2 separate regions of the Mus musculus genome follow, and region 1 is linked to region 2. The links are chromatin contacts, called in public HiChIP or PLAC-seq maps. All regions are on one chromosome and are shown on one strand. The core of a region is the stretch at or near the end of the contact, and the rest is flanking DNA. Distances in the headings are between cores, read along the strand shown. Region 1 overlaps Ext1 (exostosin glycosyltransferase 1). Region 2 overlaps Ext1 (exostosin glycosyltransferase 1).

Evidence for each region. HiChIP or PLAC-seq counts read pairs in DNA pulled down with a chosen protein or histone mark.
Region 1: a contact with region 2 is called in an H3K27ac HiChIP or PLAC-seq map of epiblast stem cells. The contact joins two enhancer-like sites. A contact is called at or near these places in 1 of 15 datasets of contacts at CTCF or cohesin (the NIH/3T3 cell line), 5 of 484 Hi-C or Micro-C datasets (CD4 T cells, embryonic fibroblasts, nephron progenitors and 2 more) and 10 of 115 datasets of contacts at active chromatin or transcription factors (bone marrow-derived macrophages, embryonic fibroblasts, embryonic stem cells and 4 more).

The regions. Positions count from the first base shown.
Region 1 is chr15:53,308,705-53,313,929 of GRCm38.p6, forward strand. The region is part of intron 1 of Ext1 (exostosin glycosyltransferase 1); the gene reads right to left. Among named protein-coding and RNA genes, the nearest start is that of Ext1, 35 kb to the right of the region's middle. Within about 2 kb of position 2,452, at least 183 of the 459 cell types and tissues checked have an H3K27ac peak or open chromatin away from gene starts, as enhancers often do. A contact at or near this core is called in epiblast stem cells, nephron progenitors, stem cell-derived cardiac mesoderm and 2 more, where this site is marked.
Region 2 is chr15:53,222,236-53,227,442 of GRCm38.p6, forward strand. The region is part of intron 1 of Ext1 (exostosin glycosyltransferase 1); the gene reads right to left. Among named protein-coding and RNA genes, the nearest start is that of Ext1, 120 kb to the right of the region's middle. Within about 2 kb of position 2,101, at least 100 of the 459 cell types and tissues checked have an H3K27ac peak or open chromatin away from gene starts, as enhancers often do. A contact at or near this core is called in epiblast stem cells, nephron progenitors, stem cell-derived cardiac mesoderm and 2 more, where this site is marked.

The DNA of each region.
Region 1 (5,225 bases), core at 1,202-3,701, 87 kb after region 2:
CAGTTCAACATCTGTTTGCAGGTGTGGCAGGGTGTGCGGGAGGCACTGAGCAAAATCTTTCCAGACAGCTTCCTGGTATAAGAGAGAGACAGGAAGACAGTGCTGCTGGAAACTCTTACTCAAAGAGACCTGCTAATGAATCAACCCTAGCTCAAGGCAGGTAGGTCTAAAAGGGTGAATCGGAGGTCTCTGACCTACTACTCTTGTCGACAAACCAGAAAGGCTAAGGACAAGCTTACCAAATTAGGCTGAAGTCTTATGTGCGTGGTACTATGTTTCAGGGCAGAATCCAATGGTTATCCCATCCAGCTAAGAACTTGGGAGAAACTCTATTCAGGATTTTTAAATATACATATGTAAATATTCCACCCAATAGGCCAAAGAACCAATTCATACAATAATCCTTGTAGAAATTAATGAAGAGATTCTAGTTGATTTAAGTATGCCATGGACTGTGACGTAAGTTTACATACACATCAGCTAGCTAATTGAATTTTAGGTCTCTTAGGGAGACTTAAATGAGGTAGGAGAGCATCAAAGATAAGGGAGCACTTACAAAGAGCTAGAGGGTTAACTCAGCCTGCTCCATCCACAGCATAGAACATCCACACCCATGTCAAGCCAGGTATGGCGCCCCGCACTTAGAACCTTGTACTGGAGAGGCAGAGACAGGAGATCCCTGGGGCTCACTAGGATCTAGTCATACTGCCTCAAAAAGCAAAAGGAACCTAGTGGCGGAGGCTCTCAGGAGGCAGAGACAGGCAGATTTCGGAGTGTGAGGCCAAACCAGTTGGTCTTCAGAGTTCCAAGAGAAGGGCTACACAGAAAAACTCCCGTCTTGAAAAACTAAAAAACAATGACCAAGGTAAATGGTTTCTTAGGAACAAAATCGGAAGCTAACTTACAACGTCCTTATGCACGTGTGCTCACACACACACACACACACACACACACACACACACACAGAGGAATTCAGGGAAACGTAACCAGAAATGCTTTCCTCAGTGTTCACCCTGAACGACGCCTCCCTGACAAGATCTCACCTGTGCTCCCATTCTGTGCTTTCAATGGCCCTTCCTGTACCTAAGGCTAGTGGCTTACCTCACCCAGTAGGGTTTTTCCACTGTACCCTTATATGAAGGTAAACACAAGCCCTACAAGAACCTATGGTCAGAATAACACAGGAGGTGCCTACAGAATTTGTTTCTCAACTTGCAAAATGTTTGTAACGTTTCTCTGTAAAAACACATACATACACATATACTTGGCCTTTCCAAAACAAACAAACAGGACTTCCACACATGTCTGCTTCTGCTACCCAATTTAAAACATTTCCGTTTCACCAAGAAGACAGTGAAGTGAAGCGCTAGCTTAGAAGCTACAATGACAAGACAGGAGACGGGTTAGGCCTAGTCCACCCTTCTGAGTCGGGAAGAGAGAGCAGGAGGGACGGCTGTCAGTGAAAACTGCACCAAGGAGAAAGAGGACTTGGTTCAACAAAACAAAGCATAGCATCGTGCCGGCTGTCCAAGCATGACCACCTCAATTTGTAGGCCCAGCACCTACTTATTAAAACCTCCTGTAATCCCAGAGCTAGAGAGGAGAAAAGAGCAGAATATCAACAACCAACTGGGCAGAATCCGTTGACTCCAGGTTCAACTGGAGTTGTTGACTCTCAAGCAGTACAGTCAACAGCAATTTCAGAGGCCCAGTTTTGACCAAGGGCTTCCACGTTAGCACATGCACTTGTGCACGGGAACATGTGCGGTCATAAGTAATGCACAAGCGAAATAAATAAAATTGGATCAGACTGAAGAATTTCAGAAAAAAATGGCTTAAAAACTGTATAATGTATGGCTAACGTTTATTAAGCAATTACTATATCCAAGAGCGGTATCAAACATGAGTCTTTCCATGTTTAATCTTTGAAAGACTTCTGAGGTGGGCAAGCCCAGGCATGTATGATTCTTTGGCAGCAGACAAGGTTCTAAGCTGGACCCTTTCTTCTCCGCTAACCCTTGAGCTCTCCTCCTTGAGCCCCCTCTCCCAGCCTCACCTTTTCCCACACAAGGGTAGACAAAGCACACAGGAATAAAAAGAAATTCAGAATGGGGGTTGGGCACTGAGAGAAGGTCTCAGCATGAGAGGGAGAAATTCCTTAAATAAAAGCTAGGATGAGGGACTCGGGGGAAGAAGGTTGGGGCGTAATCTACCAATAGCGAAAGTGCGTCTCTCTACGATAATCACAAAAGTTCAGGGGTTGCTCCAGACACGGTAAATCTTTGAGCGTCTTCAAAAGTCATTTTCTGTCGCAGACATTCGCCCTCTTCCCTGTTACAAAGAGAAAGGAGGCAGCGACCCATGAAGTGTCAGGAATGCATCCGAGGGAGCCCCAGCTAAGTCTCGGGGAGGCCTTTGTGCTGCTGTGAAGTTCAAAGGAATTGAGCGGCTGAGGAGTTGGAGGCAGAGCACAACTGGGAGGAGCACTCAGCGACCGAGAGAGGCTGAGCCCGGTGCCAGACCTCGCAGCGGACCTCAAAGCGTGCACTGCACCCACCCACCCACCGTCCAGCTGCTGGGGAGTCCTGGGAGAGCGGGAGGAGGGGGCATGAGCAGGGGTGGGGGTAGGGGGCAGGCGAGATTCCCTCCAGACTCCTTCGGAACTCAGTAAGCCCAGCGTTGTTCAGGGATCCCTCCAGAGGGTGAGGGGCCAAGATATTTACATTGCTCCAAAAGGAAGGGGGAGGGGGACCCACGGCTGCGAGGCTGGGAAAGAAAGCAAAAGAAAACAAACTGTCCTGGCCATTAAATATTCATGACAGCAGCCTTGCTAAGTTCTAATGGAAAGAAAGCACATAAATCCCTTTATAACTGTGTTAAATGGAAGGAAAAAAAAATGGCCGAGGGTCACAGCACAGGGCCAACTGGAAATGGATGAAACTGTAGCTCCAGAGGACCTCGAGCTCAAGAAGGCTGGCTGCCGGGGTTCTAATAAGTATTTAGTAGGTGTGGACGCTGGTGCCATTCATTCCTCCCTTCCACAATAAACCACAGCTCAAAGGGTGGGTTTTCAATTACCCTACACTCCTTGAGGGGCATTTCGTCTCTCGAAAGCACATTCCCTCAACTGGAGGGTCCTGGGTCTGTGTGGCGGAGGTTGCCGTTTTGAATCTTGCTGTACTTGGTTTAAGTCTTGAAACCATCCTGATGAAGAAAATGAAGATCCAATAATCTAATCAACGACAGATTTCCCAGTGATGCGCAAGGGAATCTTCAGCATGCAGGCTGGGGGGCTGCAGAGACCAGGCTAAGCCCAGTGAAGGAAGGATAAATAAAGGAAGCTAGCCCTAACTCATTCCAGGCCTCCTACCTTCAGAATGTGTGCAATATCCGCTACTCACACGCCAGCCTTCCGAAAGGCTGGTGGACCGTCCTAAAGAAGCAACAGGAAGGACAGGCCATGTAGCCCCGTACACTAAACCGTGTTACTAAGAACTCAGATTGCTCCTTACTTATAGGGAACAAGTAAGCTTTTGAAAGCCGAGTTGATACTTGCACAGCAGGCGGCAAATGTTCTACCTTTCTTGGTGGTTTTGGGTTTTATTAATGTAGTTTTACATCGTTTATGGGGAGGAGAGAACAAGAACACACGGTTATGCTTCAGACTGCGGCTTAGATTTATCCGTTCCCCGCTAGCATGGCTCAGGGCAGACACACATAACCCTGAAATAAACATGACACAATCCCAAAAGGTCCTTGAAGGAAAGTCAGAAGCCCTTAACACAGAGCTCCGCGACCTCAAAGGCCACAAAACCCAAACTGGGCTACTTTAGAAGTAAACACGGGGCCTGCAGGGTAGAGCGCTTGTTGTACAGGCATGAGGACCAACTCTCCAGCACCCGCGGAAAAGCAGGCGGTGGTGACGGGTCCGATGGGGGGGGGGGGGCGGCAGGATGGGGAGACTAGCAAGCGGAAGTACATAATTTCAGGACTCACAGAAAGCTGGTTCTTGCCTAAGTGGAGGGTTTCAGGTTCAGTAAAGACCTTGTCTCCAAACACTAAGAAGGATGACAGAGGAGGACACTCAGTGTGGACCTCTGGCCTCCTCGTGCACATGCAGAGGTGGCATGGGAACAAGCCCTGGTGCCCACATACTGTGCATATACTACACACATGCAGTAAATAAACAAATTATTAAAAAATGCAAAGTTTCATCGTCAGTGTTTCAGGAGCTAAATCTTACAGTCTCCATTGGATTCATCCTGCAGAAGGAATAGAATACGATCTAGTGTGATATGTGACCATCATCCATTGCAATCAATCAAGCTTAGTTATCTAGTGGGATGTGTGACATCATCCACTGCAACCAAGCTTGGTTTCCATTCTGGGGTACAGGTATCACTGGCTGCTTTGGTTCAAGTGCATCTCCCTCCTTACCTAAATACCTTACCTCCTTTACCTAAATACCTCCCTATTTACCTAATGGATTGGGGTGGGGGGAGTTTAGTGGTGGTGGTGGTGCTGTGTGTGTGTGTGTCACACGTCATGGTGGGCAACTTGATGGAGGACAACTTGCAATCGTTAGCTCTCTCTCCTTCTACCATGAGTCAAGGGAATCGAAGGCCAATCACCAGGCTTACATGAAAAGTGATTTTTCCCCACTGCACCATCTTCCAGGCCATGTGTTTTATGGGTGCCGAGGTCAGGAAAAAATCCGGGGCCTCGAGTATGCCTGCCAGGTACTCTATGCTCCAAGCACAGCCCATTTGGGATCAACGTTTTCAAACATGAACGTGAATAAGTCTTCAGTTGCTCTTCACCTGTGCCTCTCGCTAAATCTGCCATTACTCACTCACAAACCTGGCTCAGACAAGGAGCTCACACACAGTGACCTATCAGTACAAAGATACTTGCTGAATGAATGTCTGATAGAACTATCAAGACATGTCTTTCTCTTTTGCTTCAGAGACTTATGCTGTTTTGATTTCATTTCATTTCATTTATTTTTGATTTAATTTGATTTGGGGTAGCAGGGCGCGGGGGGGGGCGGGGGGGCGGTAGTTGGTTGGGTTTTCTGAGATAGGGCCTTACTATGTAACCAAGGCCAGCCTTGAACACACTACTTGAACATCTTCCTAGGTCTCTCCTGTGTGCTGCAGTTTTGGTGTTAAGCCACACCCAACTTACCTCATATTTGGAATATAGAACTGACTGTGTACCCAAAT
Region 2 (5,207 bases), core at 851-3,350:
GGGAGAGGAAACACCGTGGAGTTGGTGAGATGGCTCAGCAGGTAAAGGCCATGGACAGCAAGGCCAACAAACTACATTTGATCTCCGGTCCCACTAGGTAGACAGAAAGAACTCCCCAACACTGTTCTCTGACCATCAGAAAACTGACTTCACGGTACAAAAAAGTGTGTCCACATACAAACATTAACTAAGTAAATGCAAGTCTTACATTCAATACGAGAAAGTGAGACAGGGGAGTGGGACAGGAAGAAGGTTCTGTTTCTCTCTGGGGATGTGGTGGGACAGCAAGGGAAGCTCCGAAGTGTTTATCTACAGATGAGTCTTAGCTACATGAGTCACACTCTTAGTGCTGACCTCCTGAGACATATTTCTACTGACTGTCTCCAGAAAATAGAGACACTGGGAAGGCTAGGTCTGGTTTGTGGCCAACCAACCAGTTCCATGACTAATCCACACATTACAGTAAGTATGAGAGGGGAAACTGCACTTCTGATAGACCGCTTTTAGGTTTGATAATTCCCTGCAATCTTGCCATAGAGATAGGGCAAGATATAATAAGACCCAAGGAGACAAAATATCAGAGCAGAGAAGCTTCCGAGGTTTGCCACTTGGACAAGTAGAAGGGATTCTAAGTGACAGGCCCAGCTTTTGGTCCCTGACCGTAAGACATTGCTTTATTAGGTTAAAATGCAAAAAGATCACATGATCTCTACAAACAGGCTGATAGACTCCAAAAGGAAAGAGGGTGATGGAAAGTGTAGGGAGGGGGGACCAAGGAAGCTGGTTAGTGGAAGCAAATAAAACAAGCAGTTCTTTAAAATGCAAAACAGAGTCTGTACCTCCATGTCTCCCTTGTACCTGGGCTCTAAAGTAACCTTAGAGAAGAAAGATCCTGTGGATCTGGGATGGAGAGTTGGCTCAGCACTTAGGGGCACTTGTTGAGAAAGACCAGGGTTTGATTCCAGGCACCTACACGGAGGCTCACCACTTCCTCGTGCACCAAGCTAGAAAGCGGTGCACACATGCAGTCAAAACACTCATACACATAAAATAATAAAAATAAATCTAAGAAATTAAAAAAACAAACAAACGAACAAAAACAAACAAGAAGAATGAAGAAAAGAGGAGGGTCATAAGGATCATGTGCAGAGAGTTCCTGTTGACCTCTTGGTCTACATCTGCCTACATCCAGCCTATTTGGAACAACTCTACCCCCATCTCCTCACATGGCCGATTCATCCTGATTTTCTGTCTCCGTTCAAAAGCTACCACCTCGGAGACCTTCTTGAATTGTCAGAGCTTAAAACCACTGCCTCTCTGACTAACCCAGGTATTTTTGAATCACTGTACCCTGTCTGTGTCATCGGTAACGTTGCAAATTTCTAATGATAAGGTTACAGTATACAATTATGCATTTAACTTTCAATTGAAAATAATTGGTATTTGCAAGCTCCAGGAGTGCCGAGATCAGGATGTCTTTTTGGCAAGCTTCCACTGCTTGCTTCCACACAGCTTGCTTCCTGGCAGGAGGTGGTGACCCAGGAGGGATCCACCCCGTCCATATTCCCTGACCCTGGACAGGAGCTTCTCTTTGACGGTTACCACCAAGCAAAACTTGAGAAACAGCCACACAGCAGTGCTGAACAGCCTCCAGATTTTAAGTCACACTAAGCTAGCTAATGAGCAGCTGTTTCTCTTCGGGAGAGACCTTGAGAGAGGAGAATCCCATCCCTAAGCGTACACAATTAATGCCACTGTTTGAAAAAGTAAGTCCTTACAAACTGTGTGTATGCCTTTTCTGTTTCTCTTCCAAACTCAATATATGGAAAGCCTGCCCAGAAAGTTTGCTGAAGAACTAGTCTCTTTCCACTTTCCCATCATCTGTGTTCTAATCCAAAGGTCTGAACTTTATCCCACCCACTCTTTCACTAGGGAAGGTTGAGAATATGCCCCACCCCCACCCAGATTGCCCATTCCTTCCCCCCTCCCCCCTCAGTGACTCGTAAAGTGGAAACTTCACTCTGGTTCTCCAACACTGTTTTCATTCACAGCAGCTGGAAGACAGAGGTCACTGTCCTCTCTCCTGTAAACAAAAAGGCCAAGCTGCAGTCCTCAGGCACCCGGGGAAACACACATCCCTGCTGGGAGGGCAGCCCCATGCAGGGACTGCACAGCAGGGTGGTGTTTGCTGTGGGCCAGGAAGCGGTCCTCTGCTGTCTGTGGCTATGCTGTCATTCATGGAAAAGCCAGATCCATCAGTAGCTTCCTTTTCAAGGGACCATTTGCAGGTTTATTGACTGCCCAAATATGGTGTCTTCTATCCAGAGGCTGGGTGAGCCTACGCCTCAAGAGTGAAGCCATGAGGATGTGAACAGACTTAAAGAGTATTATGTCCGTAGGAAAATGTCTGCAGACATCATAATGTTCCTAAATGGGTTTTTGTTTTTAAACTGCTGCCGTTGTTTGTTTGTTTGTTTTTAAAAGTTATCAGGTTTGACTTTACTAATAAGGAAACTACAGTATTCAAAGGAGAGGAGGTTGTAACTAATCTTTGTGCTGTCTATGGAGGACGAACGGCTAAGCAAATTATAATGCATGAATAAGGCCATTCCAAGAATAGATAAAACACTTGGCAGAAACTATTTTGGGTCCCCTGTAGTACTTTGGAGCTACCCATTAATTTATAAACAGTTGATCTACTAATTACAAAACCTTTTTATCTATTCATTTCACTGGGTCCCTAAGGAGCAAGGCAAGCAACGCTGATAGTTCCTCCTGGTTGGCACTGACCGGCTCTCTGCACTTACAGAAACTGTAAACAGATCCTTTTAAAGGAAGAACTTTATAGTCTCTGTAATTTTTAAGATTTAAATGGCATGCAGAGCAACAGGTTTGCATATGGCATTTTCATACATACTCAGACTCGGTTGATTCTTTGTCCTCCCATCGGCATGGCCCTGCCCCTGCCCCACTATCATCCTCAACCCTCAGCAATGGCCCTTGTATTGCTCACATGGCTTCCCTTATAGCCTCTGTTTTTCCCCATCTCCTGGGCCCCTTTCTAGCTTGATGACCACTACCCGCTGCCACCCCCAGCCCCCATCATCCAACATATCCAACAACTAGACGGTAGAATTCACACGTTTTGTTTTTATCACCAAGGTAATCAATTACCATAAACAGAGCAACTGGAAAGACCACCCACTGACTGTTGGCTCACAGACACAATTTGGCTGACTCTACCACCCAGGATTGCACAAGGTATAGTTAAAATTGTGTTGTCCTTTGGAGCTATGGGTCTCGGTCTAGGAATGGTGTGGCAGAATTCCTTAGGTCTCTGTTTGCATATTGCCCTCAGTTAAAAGCTAGTCTCTGCTATCAGAGGACACCTGACTTTCTTGTCCACTCTCTCCCTTTTTAAAAGCAAGGAGATGCTCCAGCCCATGTCAATCCTTATCTGCAGGACATATGTAGTACCTTCTGAAGGCTCCAGATCATCAGAATAGGATAGGTCTCGTCACAATAATCTAATAGATAATTCCTATCTCTAAGGTCTTAATTTTATCTACAAAATCATCCTTTCGGAGTAGCCCTTATACGTTTATTCAACAAGACAACTGGAGAGTATGAGTCTAGTAGAGTATGGAAGTCTTGGGGACCATGTTAAAATTCCATCTACCAGGCTGGAAAGATGGCTAAGCAAAATAAGGCACAAGCTGCCAAACCTGAATCGTTAGCCACATGATGAAAGAAAGGGACCTGGCCCCTGGAAGTTGTCCTCTGATTTCTAGGAGAGGAAGAGCTCTCTCTTCCCTTCCCTCCCCCCCACAAATAACTGTAAAGTTGCTTAAAAATTGGTGCATGCCTTTAATCCCAGCACTTGGGAGGCAGAGGCAGGCTGATTTCTGAGTTCAAGGCCAACGTCTACAGAGTGAGTTCCAGTACAGCCAGGGCTACACTGAAAAACTCTGTCTCAAAAAAAAAAAAAAAAAAAAAAGGGGGGGGGGAGAAAAAAAAAAGAATTTGACTTCTTCCCATCACTCAAAGTTGGTCACAAAACCTTAAATTCAATATTCTACATACTTCAATAATTTGACTTAAGGTTCCCTTCCTCCCAAATAAGATCTATGATCTTCTTGAAGGGGTAGCTGATATGATTTGTCCTTTTCTTTTTTCAACATGCTACCATCATCCAGGGTATATTAGGAAGAGTCTCTAATATCAGCCTTAGTGACCAGGACAAGTAAGGGGGAGGGGGGAGAAGAGGGAGAGAAAGAGGGAGTGAGCGATAGAGAATCCAAACTTGTATTTGCTAACTCAGACATAATAGCTTTAACGTCACACATGAGCACTTAATAGCTCCCTTTCCCACTAAAAAGACAGAACTGGTCTTGGCGGAAGCCAGGTCAATATTGCAGACATCAAACAGTCCAATACCGTTTTAATGGAAACATTTAGAGCCATGCAATGAGAACACATGTGTGCATTTGCTTCAAAGGGTTAGAGAAGGGGGCAAGCCATTGTTTCCAAAGCTAACAGTAATGAGCAAGCTCAAGCCGTGCTTTTCATCAGCTCTATGGCTGTCTTCTCTGACTCTTCTCCCTGGAGCATACAGGAGAAAATACAAGAACGTACTCTTCACTTTGGTAACAAGTATATACTAAACCCTAGAGCGTGCATGGACAAAACAGAACCCACTCTGTTTCTGTAGGGTCTATGAGAGTCTAAGCCACTGGTCTATTGCTGTGAAGAGACACCATGACCAAATTAACTCTTATAAAAGAAAGCATTTAGCTGAGCTTGAGATACAGTTTCAGACATTAGTCCATTATCACCATGACAAGGAGCATGGCAGCATCCAGGCCTGAAAAGTAGCTAAAGCTATATCATGCAGAAGAGAAGCCACTAAGATGGGTTCTAAGAGATGAGGCCATGATAAGCTTTAACATGTGGAAAGGACCATCAGGGGAGTTTGGTGTTAAACAGAGTAGAGGAGGGCTGGAGGCAGAACAAGACAGGAGCCAGACTCTCAAGGGTGTGTATGAGAGCTGGAGCTGAAAGAAGCTGCCAACCAATCTCCTGAAACCAAAATACGAGAAGGAGACAGTACCAAAGTTAGTGGTGACTACTTCTGCTACTTCTAACTGCTCAAGAAGAAGAAAAGCCAGAGCCTGGGCTAGGAAAAGCTACCAGACACATCAAAGCAT